Linked DNA regions of Ovis aries: region 2 is linked to region 1. A link is a contact called in public Hi-C data. All regions are on one chromosome and are shown on one strand. Each heading gives the region's core, a stretch centred on a gene start, on an enhancer-like site or on the middle of the called end of the contact. The rest is flanking DNA. Distances are from core to core; before and after follow the strand shown. Region 1 has its middle 62 kb from the start of NHS. Region 2 holds the start of NHS (NHS actin remodeling regulator).

Region 1 (5,256 bases), core at 1,550-4,049:
TTGAGGGCAGGAGGAGAGGGAGACAGAGGATGAGACGGTTGGATGGCATCACTGACTCAATGCACATGGGTTTGAGCAAACTCTGGGAGTTGGTGATGGACAGGGAAGCCCAGTGTGCTGCAGTCCGTGGGGTCACAGAGTCAGACATGACTTAGCAAGTGAACAACAACGCTAATAAAATTATTCCCATTTTTCTCCAGTCTTCTCCTGCTCTTCCCAGCCGCCCCCCTCTTCTCCCCAGGCTCACATAGCTACAGGAGGAGGGAGATGGGGTGGAAGCAGATGGAATATTCCTGTAAGTGGAGACAAAATGAGAACTAAACAAAAGAACTCAGCTTCCCTGGTGACTCAGTAGTAAAGAATCTGCCTGCCAATGCAGGACACATGAGTTCAATCCCTGATCTGGTAAGATCCCACATGCCAAGGAGGAGCACCTAAGCTCAGGCACCATAATCACTGAGCCCTCGAGCCGCAGCTACTGAATCTCCTGCATTACAGCCTGTGCTCAGCAACAAGAGAAGCCACTGCAAAAAAATTAATAATAATAAAATAAAATAAAAAAGAGAAGCCACTGCAATGAGAAGCCCACACACTGCAACTAGAGAGCGGCCCTTGCTAGCCACAACTAGAGAAAAGCTTGTGCGGCAACAAAGACCCAGCATAGCCAAAAATAAATAAGGAAAAAAAAAAAGAGTTCACAGAACAAGCCATTAGTGGGAGGAGGCCACTCAGCAAGTTGGCAATGTGGCCTGCTGGATTCTGGGAAACTCGCTTTCAACTTTGCCACCCTGAAAATGTCCAGCTCTTCTCTGAGTGTTGGTCTTCTCAGAAAATAGCCCAGGTGAAGCCTAAGGCCCTTCTAGCTCTGGTGAAATGAGGTTTTAGGGGACCCAGGAGTTTCATGGGGTTGTGTGTGGGTGAGCAGATGAGTAAGTAGAAATTAATTAATCTCAGATGCTGGAAAAGTATGAAAATAGAAAGGGAGTGAGAGACCTTGGAGGCTTAAGAAGAGAACAGGAGGTGGAATGCGTTCACTAGGTCATCTTGAATTGCACCAGATTTCAGGTCAACAATAAACTAGCCCTCTGATTTCAAACATCTCGTGCTTGGGCACAAATGTGTTTGAAAAAGAGAACAGATGTGGAGGTAGACCAGAACTGAAACCCTCGTCTCAACAGACAATTGAATTCAGCAGGCAAATTCTCAAAAAAAGATTTGTTTAGTTTTGTTTTCATAAATGAAGGAAGCAAACTATACCGTATCTGACATGGAAGCAGGCTTCCAGGACAAAAAATGGGCAAATGTGGAAAGAAAACTAAAAAAATTTACCATGCCTGAGGCACTAGTTGAGAGACAAAGGATAGAAACCTGCTTCTGCTATTAAGGGACTATGTAAGATGGAGAAAATCACATCACCTTTCTGGGCTCCAGTTTCCTTTCATGAGGATGTAAGTGGATCGCAGATGGCAAAAACAGCACACGTGATACCAACAGCTCTGTCCAGGCCAGCGAGATGCATCAATCATCAGTCAGCACGATCTTCCCTGCAACATCTAGACGTGTTCTCTGAGTCCCTCGCAACACAGCCCTTCCAGTGACCACTACCAAATTAACAGAATTGACTCTCAAAATGAAACCTATCCACTTTTCTGAACTAGACTACTGGTTCCCAGAGTTTGGGCTGCAGACTCCTGGGAGTCCGTGAGGTTACTGAAAAACGTCTGATGTTAAGTCGTACTCTCACCAAACTTTGTCTCTAGAATCAGTGAAGTGCTATTTTATCATTGTCTTCATTCCCAAAAGAGAACAGGAACATCTAGCCAAGGGCATTTCAAACTCCTCTTCTGTTCTGGAACTTTCTATTCTGAGGCTGAATTTCTCTCTCTCCCCTACCCAGTTCCCTCAGACTTCATTCTTCAAACACTAACATGGTTTCTATTGGTCAGGAAGGAATATCCCAACCTTGGTTGACAGGGGAAAGAACCAGACAGCAGACAACAGCAGGTGAATGACAACAATCATCACTGCTTTGTCCTTGAGATGAGCCATGATCAACTTGAGGGTCATCTGCCCAAACTGCCTCTCATATTTCAAGTCATCTGGCCAGGGTCTTTCTTTCCATATCATCTCTTAGACTTTCCTAAAGGTTTAATAGCATCCCAGATGCAAGCTTAGTTTCTCCTTCAACATTTGGGATGGAAAGCTAAGACCCAAGGCAGTACGGAGAATAGGCTTGGGCACCACCACTAACTAGGTGAATGATCTTCAATAGCTTTTTTCGTCTCTTTGAGCCTCAGTCCTCTCATCTATAAAGTGGGAGAGTTGTGGTGATAAGACAATGCATGTGAATTGCCTAGTACAGTACAGAGTCTGCCCCCTAGTAGGTATTCAACAAATGATATTCATAATGATGATAGATGTTTCCTGGACACTTCCTATGATGTCAGGTATTCTGTTAAGCATGTTAACAAACAACCTGTTTAACCAAATGTATTTCCTTTTGGTGACAGGTCACAAAACTAGCAAAGCTTCTGTATCTCAACTTTTGGATTCCAGGTATTGGCTAATATAACATGACAGAAACTATACTGTGTGAGTTCTGAGCCTGGGACCTGAGAGATGGTGCAGCCTTCTGCTGCTGCTCTTGGGACTCAGCCCAGCTGCTGTGTAAACAGACCTGGCTTGGTCTACTGGAGAGTGAGGGACAAATGAAGCAAAGCCATGCTTTCCCAGCTAGAGTCATCCTAGCCCAACTAGCCCCGAGCCAACACAGCTGCTGACCTCATGCATATGAGTCAGCTGAGCAGGCAAGCCTGACTGAAATCAGCAGACCTGCCTAGCGGATCCCAGGACACATTGCTGCCCCACAGAATTATGAACTAAATAAAGGATGGTGGTTTTCAACCACTATGCTTTTGTGATGACTTGTAATACAAGCCATTTTCTTCTTGACTACACAATTAGACAACATTTCCCACGCTCCTTTGCTCCTAGATTGGTCATGTGACTAGTTCACCCCAATGAAATGTGAGAAGAAAGTGGCATGTGTCACTTTCATGCCAAAGCAGATTAGAAGCTGGTGTGCCTTCTTGCTTCTTCTTCCTTTGTCAACTGAATGGATGCACAGGCTCCAGCAAAGGGTATCAACACCTTAGGGGATGCGGAGCCACAATATGGAAAGAACCTGGGTTCCTGAATCACCACATGGAGGAGAGCCACCCACCATATGAAAATATCATATCCATCTGGACTTCACACAATCAATTAATAAACTTCAGTTGTGTAAAGCCACTGAAGTATGGGAAGGTGTCCGTTATGGTAGTTAGCATTATCTTAAATAGCACAGGGATTATATATTTAAATTATCCCCATTTGCCAATAGAGAAACTGAGTAAAGAGAAAGTAAGCTAGTACAAATCTGAATATGAAACTAGGCTGTCTGATTCACAGCAACTCCACATATTAGCTACCTGAGGTACTTGTCACAGTCAATCTTATTAAGAGCCCTTGAGGCCCTCATTAATGAGTTCCTGTGTAGAGACGCAATACTACTAGACTTTACCGTTTCTTGCTCTTCCCTCATTCCCAAAACTTCATAGACTTTGAGGTCTGCGTGAAGGGAGAAATTCATACTGATGTCCCTGTCTCTTCAGATGCTAGCTGCCCCATCTGTCATAGTTAGAGAGAATGGCCTAATAACTCTGCAGCTACAGAACCTCTCACTTATGAGGGAGCTGGCTGCAAGCGCAGCTTTCTTCAGAGCTCCGCCTCTGCCACAAGGGGCGCATTCCTGTGCATTTCAGCACTCTCCCTGCTTCCAATGCCTCTCCTTTCACTTACACCACAACCTCTCTCCACATTTCAAGGATGAGGGCAGTGGAAGGGAGAATGAAACGTTCATTCCCTTTGGTTTCATTCAACAGTTGCTCCCTGAGCACCTACTATGTGCCATGTATTGTGCTGAGCCCTGGCAATGCAATGAAAATAAAACCCGGTAGAATCCCTCCCCTCCCCAAGCTTATAGCTAATGGGAAAAGGCAAAACAGTACATGGGCCGCTGATCAAGGTGTGAGTCTGCTTAGTTCTCTGTGAATATCCAGGACAGATGAATGATGGTGTATACAGTGATTCTTTTGCCAACATCTAGGGCAGCAATTCTTCATGTTAGCCTGAATGAGAATCATCCAGATAGGCTTTAGTTTAAAAAGCACACCATAGGGCCTGACCCTCAGAGATTTTGATCTGGAACATCAGGAGTATGGACTCAGGAAATCTGCACCCTTAACAAACTCACTGGGAGGTTCCAATTCACATTGTCCTTTGAGAAACTCTAGTCTGTAGCAGGGGTAGGGTTTTCTTAGAACATTGTAGATGTGGTCCTGGGACTCATGGGCAGATGTAGGCCAGGCCTTTGAAGCCAAAGGCTGGGGGCATCAAGTAGCACCGTAATGGTACCCATAGCTGCTAGCAAGTCAGCACCGTAGAAGACCCAGAAGAACAGAGAACAAAGATTGGTTAAACCCATCAAGTCCCCATGGAAAGATGGAGAGCAAGGGCACTGAGGTGATAAATAACACGCTGAATGTGAGTATGCAGAAGCCTTTCAGGGAAGCCGCTTGTGGGAATACATTAAAATAGTATAACAAACAATGGCACTTTCTGGGAAACTCAGATTTTTCTTACCTTAAATCAAATCTTCAGGGAAGAATTCATATGCCAAACAGCAGCACTGAACTGTTGCAAGAAGAGGCACCCACAGCTGGATCCTTAGCCAAGGCCCAGCTCTGGGAGCAGATCACCGCCCTTTAATAAGAGACTTGGTTCCTAATGATACAACAAGGACAAGTGGGTAGAAATCACAGGCAAGAAGTTTAGTACGCTGTGAACAAGAATTTTCAAATAATGTAACAATGGAACCGTTTGCCTTTTGAGGCAGCAAACTGTTTTTGAAGAATTCAAGTCAAGCCTAGATGCACTGCTCTAAATCTATCAAGTTCTCTTTGTATCTAGAAATACAAAAAAACAAACAAACAAGATTAAGTCACTGTCCCTTGTCTTAATGGAATCATAGTCTAGTGGCACAAAGAAAGTATGGCCCGTGACTATAATACGGTACAATGAGGCCATGACTCAACTGTCCCTGGAGACCGCAAGAGTGCAGGAGAAGAGGTTTGGACTCAGATAGAAAGGTTGGGGAAGGCTTCCTAAAGCCAGTGTCATGAGATGTGAATGCTAAGACACTCAGAGAAGGAGAAG
Region 2 (5,256 bases), core at 1,572-4,071, 63 kb before region 1:
CACACACACACACACACACACACACACACACACACACACACACACACACACACACACACACACGGGAATGTATGCACCACTCAACAGTCTGCAAAACTTCCCTCCACTCCTTTTGAAGTAAAATCACCACTCCCCCGACCGCACTCCCTAGATATCAGCGCTGTTGAAAGTGAAGGGCCTGTCCCTGCTGTGTGGTTTGGGGTAAAAAAGGAGGTAGGATTAAAGCGCTCATTTCAAGTCCCAAAAGTAAAATACGACTTGGCCCACGGCAGTCCTAATTCTTTCCAGAACTCATCCCCGGAATTGCCCTTTAAACAACCAGTCATTAACCCAACTCCGGGTCTTTTATAGCTGCGAAAACCGATCGCGCACATCATTTATTCATTACGCTTATTATTATTGTTATTGCAGAAAGCAGCGAATTCCCGGGCCAGGGTTCAAAGGGGTTTTACTTTATTTTATTTTGGGGAAGGAGGGCAGTGCTCGAGCGGGAAAGGTTGGTTAGAAGGCTGGGCCAGTTTGCAGGGCAGAGGTGCCCGGAAGTCCCCGGGGAAGAATGCCGAGAGCGCCCCCGCCCCGCGCGCTCAGCGGCCACCGCGCACCGGCGCAGCTGCTGCAGCAACCGGGGAAGCTTCTTATGTAAGTCGGAGGCGCTGACATCACCTTCGCTGTGAGCGTCGCAGCCGCTGAACTAGGCGCCAAAGGACCAGCATGCTAGCCTAGGGCCCCCGCCCACCGTCCGCTCGGTTCTAAATGACTCTGACACCTCCTGATTTGGCCAACAGTGCGCCAGGGGACCCTCCTGAGCGCAAGAATTACATTTATTGGGAGCCCTGGGATGTCGTAAGAGTGAAGTTAACAGGCAGCAAAGGTGCTCAGGGGTCTTGCACACGCGGGTGAAATTGAATGATAGTACACGTTGGGGTGGGGGGTGGGAGGGGGGCGCGGAACACCTCCAAGATTCTTGGAGGGCAGATGGCATAGTCATTCAGTAGGAAGCCTGTTGTGGTCAGGCCAGGAGAGATGCCCAAAGGTCTCCCCGACCTCCCCAGGGTCCGGGACACTTCTCCCTCCACGCCCCTCCCAGGCCACAAGGCTGGAGCAGAGTGCTTCGGAGTTCACTCTGGGAGGCGTGCGGCGCCGCGCTATGGCACACACCAGCACAGGGCACAAGTCCGGAGCTCAGTGCAGCCCCTGAGGTCACAAGAGGGCCCAAACTGCCACGGCGTAGCAGAAGCCCTAAAAAGGCCAGTTCTCGAGCCCCCCCGCCCCAAGCACGCACTTGGATGGGGGTGGGAAGACTACACAAGGGCTCAGGACAGGCTACTGGAAACCACAGAAGTAGCACCAACCCTCTGCCTCCTGGGGAGGGACGGAGAAATCGAGCCCCAGAAGTCAATGACAGACCCCTCTGCCTCCTCTGTCCCCATAAATGCTCCCTCTCAGTCCACCGCTGCCTTTGAGGTCAGAGAACGCCCCCTTTAACTTTCTCCCCTGGCGTCTGCATCCCTCACCCGAACTCCGGGAGGACTGGGGTGAGTCCCAGGGGAGGGGAGGGATGAGGAAGCAAGAGTAAGGTGTAAACTGCAGCAGGCGCGGCGCCACGGGGCTGAGATTGCGGCGACCGCGGAGGGCGCGAGGGTGCGGCGCCAGAGCGAGCGCTAGGCGGGCGGACCGCGCGGGTACTCACGCACTGCCTCCTGCTTGGGGTCCAGCGTGCCGAGCACGCGCTGCACGCCGCCGAGCTTGCCCTGCAGCGCCCAGACGCGACGGTGGGTGAGCTGGATGTCGCTCTCGAGCTCCTGGAAGAGACTGCACGCGTGCCGGGCCACGTCCGAGAGCTGCCGGAGGACGCGGGCCAGCGCCGCGTTGCTGACCGCGCACAGGTCCAGCATGAGCAACACCGCGGTGGCTGCCGCTGAGGACGCCTCGCCAGCCACGGACGCCGCCTCTAGGACCCCTGCCACGCTCTCCTCACCCGCCGCGGGCGCCTCTCCGTGCGGTGGCGGCGCCTGGTCGGTTGGCGCGGGCAGCGGCGGCCCGGGAGGCGCGGGGGGTGCGCGGGGAGGATCCTCTGGCCCCGGCGCCACGGCCTCGTCCCGTCGGCCGGGCAGCTGCAGGGGCGGCGGCGGCGGCGGCGGTTCTGCGCTGCCTCCGATCGAGTCCTCTGCCGGGTCAGGCGCCGGGCGTCGCTGCCGGCACAGCCACTGCGGCTCCACGATCCGCTTGGCGAAAGGCATCCCGCGCAGCCGGGCCGCGACTTTCTGGTCTCCTCAAAGCGCCCCTGGCGAGTGGGGAAGCGGACGCGCCCACCTGGGTGGAGAGGCGGCTGGAGTCCGGCGAAGGTGCGTTCGGGCAGTCCAGATACGCAGGGGGCTCCTCGCTCACCTGGCTTCCTCCTCTTCCCCGCCCTCCCGCTAGCAAATCAGTCCAGCCGGCCCGTGCACCGTTCCCTGAGTAGGATGACAAGCACGGGGCGCAGAAATCCCGGGGCGCGCCTAGGCTCTCCTCACTTGCTTCCAACCCGGGTCGGCTGGCTCAGCTCCATCATTCCTGCGCTCGCCGCCGCCGCCGCCGCCGCCCCGGCCGCTACCGCCGCCACCGCCTATATAAATGGGCGTGTGTGTATGTGTGTGTGTGTGTGTGTGTGTGTGTGTATGCGCGCGCGAGCACGCGCACGCGCGTGTGTCTGGGTGGGTGGGTGGGTGTGAGTGTGTGCGCGCGCCTCAATTTGAAAGTACCCCGGCACAGGCCTCTCCCCGCGCGCCCGTCGGCCGCCCCGGGGAGCAATTGCGCCCGGGATCTCTCGCCCTCTCTGGGCGGGGAGGTGGTTTCGGAAAGGCGCTTTGAAAACCCGGAGAGAGGAATCTGCCTCCAGCCCAGGCGCAGGAGGCGGCGCGGGGGCGGCGGGGCGGACGCAGGGCAGGGGAGGGGAGCGGGGAGAGGCCGGGGCGAGGGGGCGCAGCGCCCTGTGCGGCCGCTGGGAGTCACTGGTGGCCTCACCTCTCCAGACTTGTTCTGATGCAAAGATACTTCCTCGCTTAGGTGGGGTTAGGATTGAGACTGTCAGCGTGGTGGGGGCGGGGAGTCCTCAAGTTGGGGTTGGGGGTGTAAGCGCAGAAGAAGAAGGGTGGGGTATTGGGGACGCAGCAGCTTTGACGTGTTGGAGCAAGTTGCTTCGCCAAATTCCAGCTCTGAGCACGTCCTTTGCGTTCCTAGCAGGGAAAACTGGGCTGCCCCTCAGAGTGCATCCTGGTGTGGCCAGACTGGCAAAGGTGCTGGCTTATACCCCTTCCTGGGTATTCGTCTGCTGCTGGGCTGGACCAGGACTCTATAGAACATCATGAATGAGACCCAAACAACCCATGAGCAAAACCCCAGAAAACTGCTTGTGGAACTCATTGACACATCAGGTGGGATAAACCAGATTACCTCCCTGTCACCCTACTCTGTTGATCACACACAGGGATGTTAAAGCTCTCCATCACAGAGCTGATGATTCATAGAAGAAAATAAAGTTTCCCCCTCTGGTTAACTGAAAGGTGTAATTTCTAAAAAGGCATGTACAGTATTGCACCAGTCTAAGGCTGGATGCTGTCAGCCTGAAAGCTAAAAAGGAGTTTGAGAAATGTTAATAAAATGCATGCCTTCATCTCTCCAAAAAATACTGTAAAAATATTTTTTTTTTATTTTAAAGCCACAAGCCAGATCTTGGGAATGCAGACTTCATTTCATGTGTCTAAAGAGAACATGGAAAAAATATGTTTTATGGCAACAATAAAGCCCTCCAGACCTGTGGTGCGGTCTCGTCTCCACTCTCCCTGCCTTTAGCAGCAGCCTGCATAAGGCCCCACACTGGGCACTCTGGATGGGCTCACACTTCAATTAAAAGGCTTCAACAGACATCCCTCTCCTACCTCAAAAAATAACATTTTTGTCGAGAGAGTGTCCTTGTTCATAAAAGATCCAGGCTGAGGATGTGGGGGTAAAAGAACATGATGTCTTCAAGGTACACATGGAAGTGGTTCAGTAGCAACAAGAAGAATGATGGTGATAATGTATATGAACAAAGAAGGAAAAAAAGAAAACAGGACAATATGTGCAAAATAGTGAGTCTAGATAAACGGCATATTGGGATTCATGGTACATTTCCTGAAACTTTGAGTTTGTTTCCAAATAAAAAGTGAAAAAAGAATATTCTGGAAAAGCATCTTTTGGGAGTTTGTGTGTGTGTGTGTGTATGTGTGTGTGTGTGTGTGTGTTTTATCTCACAAATCTAAACAGCTTAGAGCTGGCTGTTTTCAAATTCAGCTTGACTTTTTAAATATGTTCACAATTCTGAACATGAGTTCTTCTAGGTAGCCAAGCCACCCGCTCCTCCCTAAACACTGAGGCAGAAAGAATAATGAGGGTATGTAAAAGCATCCAGTTAGGGGGCCTTGCAATGGGCCTGCCCCACATCTCACCGCCCCTCCCCTGGCACTGCCCTAGTCCTAGCCTTCAGGGGCCTGTGCTGCGAGGCCAGCATGACATGACCAGGGTGATGAGCAGGGTGGGGTCTCATTCCTAAGGGGAGCTTTGGATTATCGGGGAATTCCTTCCTTGGCCCTGACCACCAAACAGAGGGGATTGAAGGGGAGGACAGAAAAGTCCCATGGGGAGGGGAAGCTGTCCTCCAGGCCCAGGAGGGGTAGAATTCCAGGAAGTAATTAAGTTCTAGAGCAGGCTAGCTACCTTGTGTCTGCCCCAAAGTGGTCAGCAGAGAGTCAGGACTTCAAAACAATTCAAAGTACAGCTCGGCTGTGTGAAAAGGGAAACTTTTTGTCATCTCCTAGACTCCTGCTCATGTGCTAAATAAAGCCATGTGGACAAAATAAAAAGCTTTGCTTGTGGCTATTGATCTCCTTCATTCTCAGTGCCCCCCCCAAAAAAAAACCTCCTCTGGTAGCCTTCAGGGACCTCTCAAGGTCACTTCAGCATTTTCTTCTTGATAAGTCTGAAGGATAGCTTTCCTTTCAACGTCACCAAAAATAAAACTAATACAAATTAAAATATGCATTCATACCGGTGGGCTGATGTCTTTCTCAGTCCACTGGAAGGTGTGAATAAAGGCACTTTTAGAGAAGTGATTGTTAGGCTTCCCAGACACTGTCTAAATAAAAACTGTGTGCTAGCTTTGCAAGGGCAGCTTCAGACCACCTCGGGCCTCACTGTATCCCTCTCACTTCAAGCTTCACCCCCGCCCCCGTCCCACCC

Evidence for each region. A called contact is a pair of places that touch in the nucleus more often than the background predicts.
Region 2: a contact with region 1 is called in a Hi-C map of skin fibroblasts, with 1.9 times the contacts expected there. The contact joins the promoter of NHS here to the enhancer-like site in region 1. A contact is called at or near these places in 4 of 16 Hi-C or Micro-C datasets (hypothalamus, liver, skin fibroblasts and 1 more).

Annotation. Positions count from the first base shown.
Region 1 is chrX:15,558,489-15,563,744 of ARS-UI_Ramb_v3.0, reverse strand. It overlaps the pseudogene LOC101102624. Among named protein-coding and RNA genes, the nearest start is that of NHS, 62 kb to the left of the region's middle. Within about 2 kb of position 2,799, at least 1 of the 54 cell types and tissues checked has an H3K27ac peak or open chromatin away from gene starts, as enhancers often do.
Region 2 is chrX:15,621,182-15,626,437 of ARS-UI_Ramb_v3.0, reverse strand. It overlaps NHS (NHS actin remodeling regulator), which reads right to left and starts at 2,821. Exons shown (of 9, transcript XM_042242434.2): 1 at 1,691-2,821. The coding sequence starts at 2,240.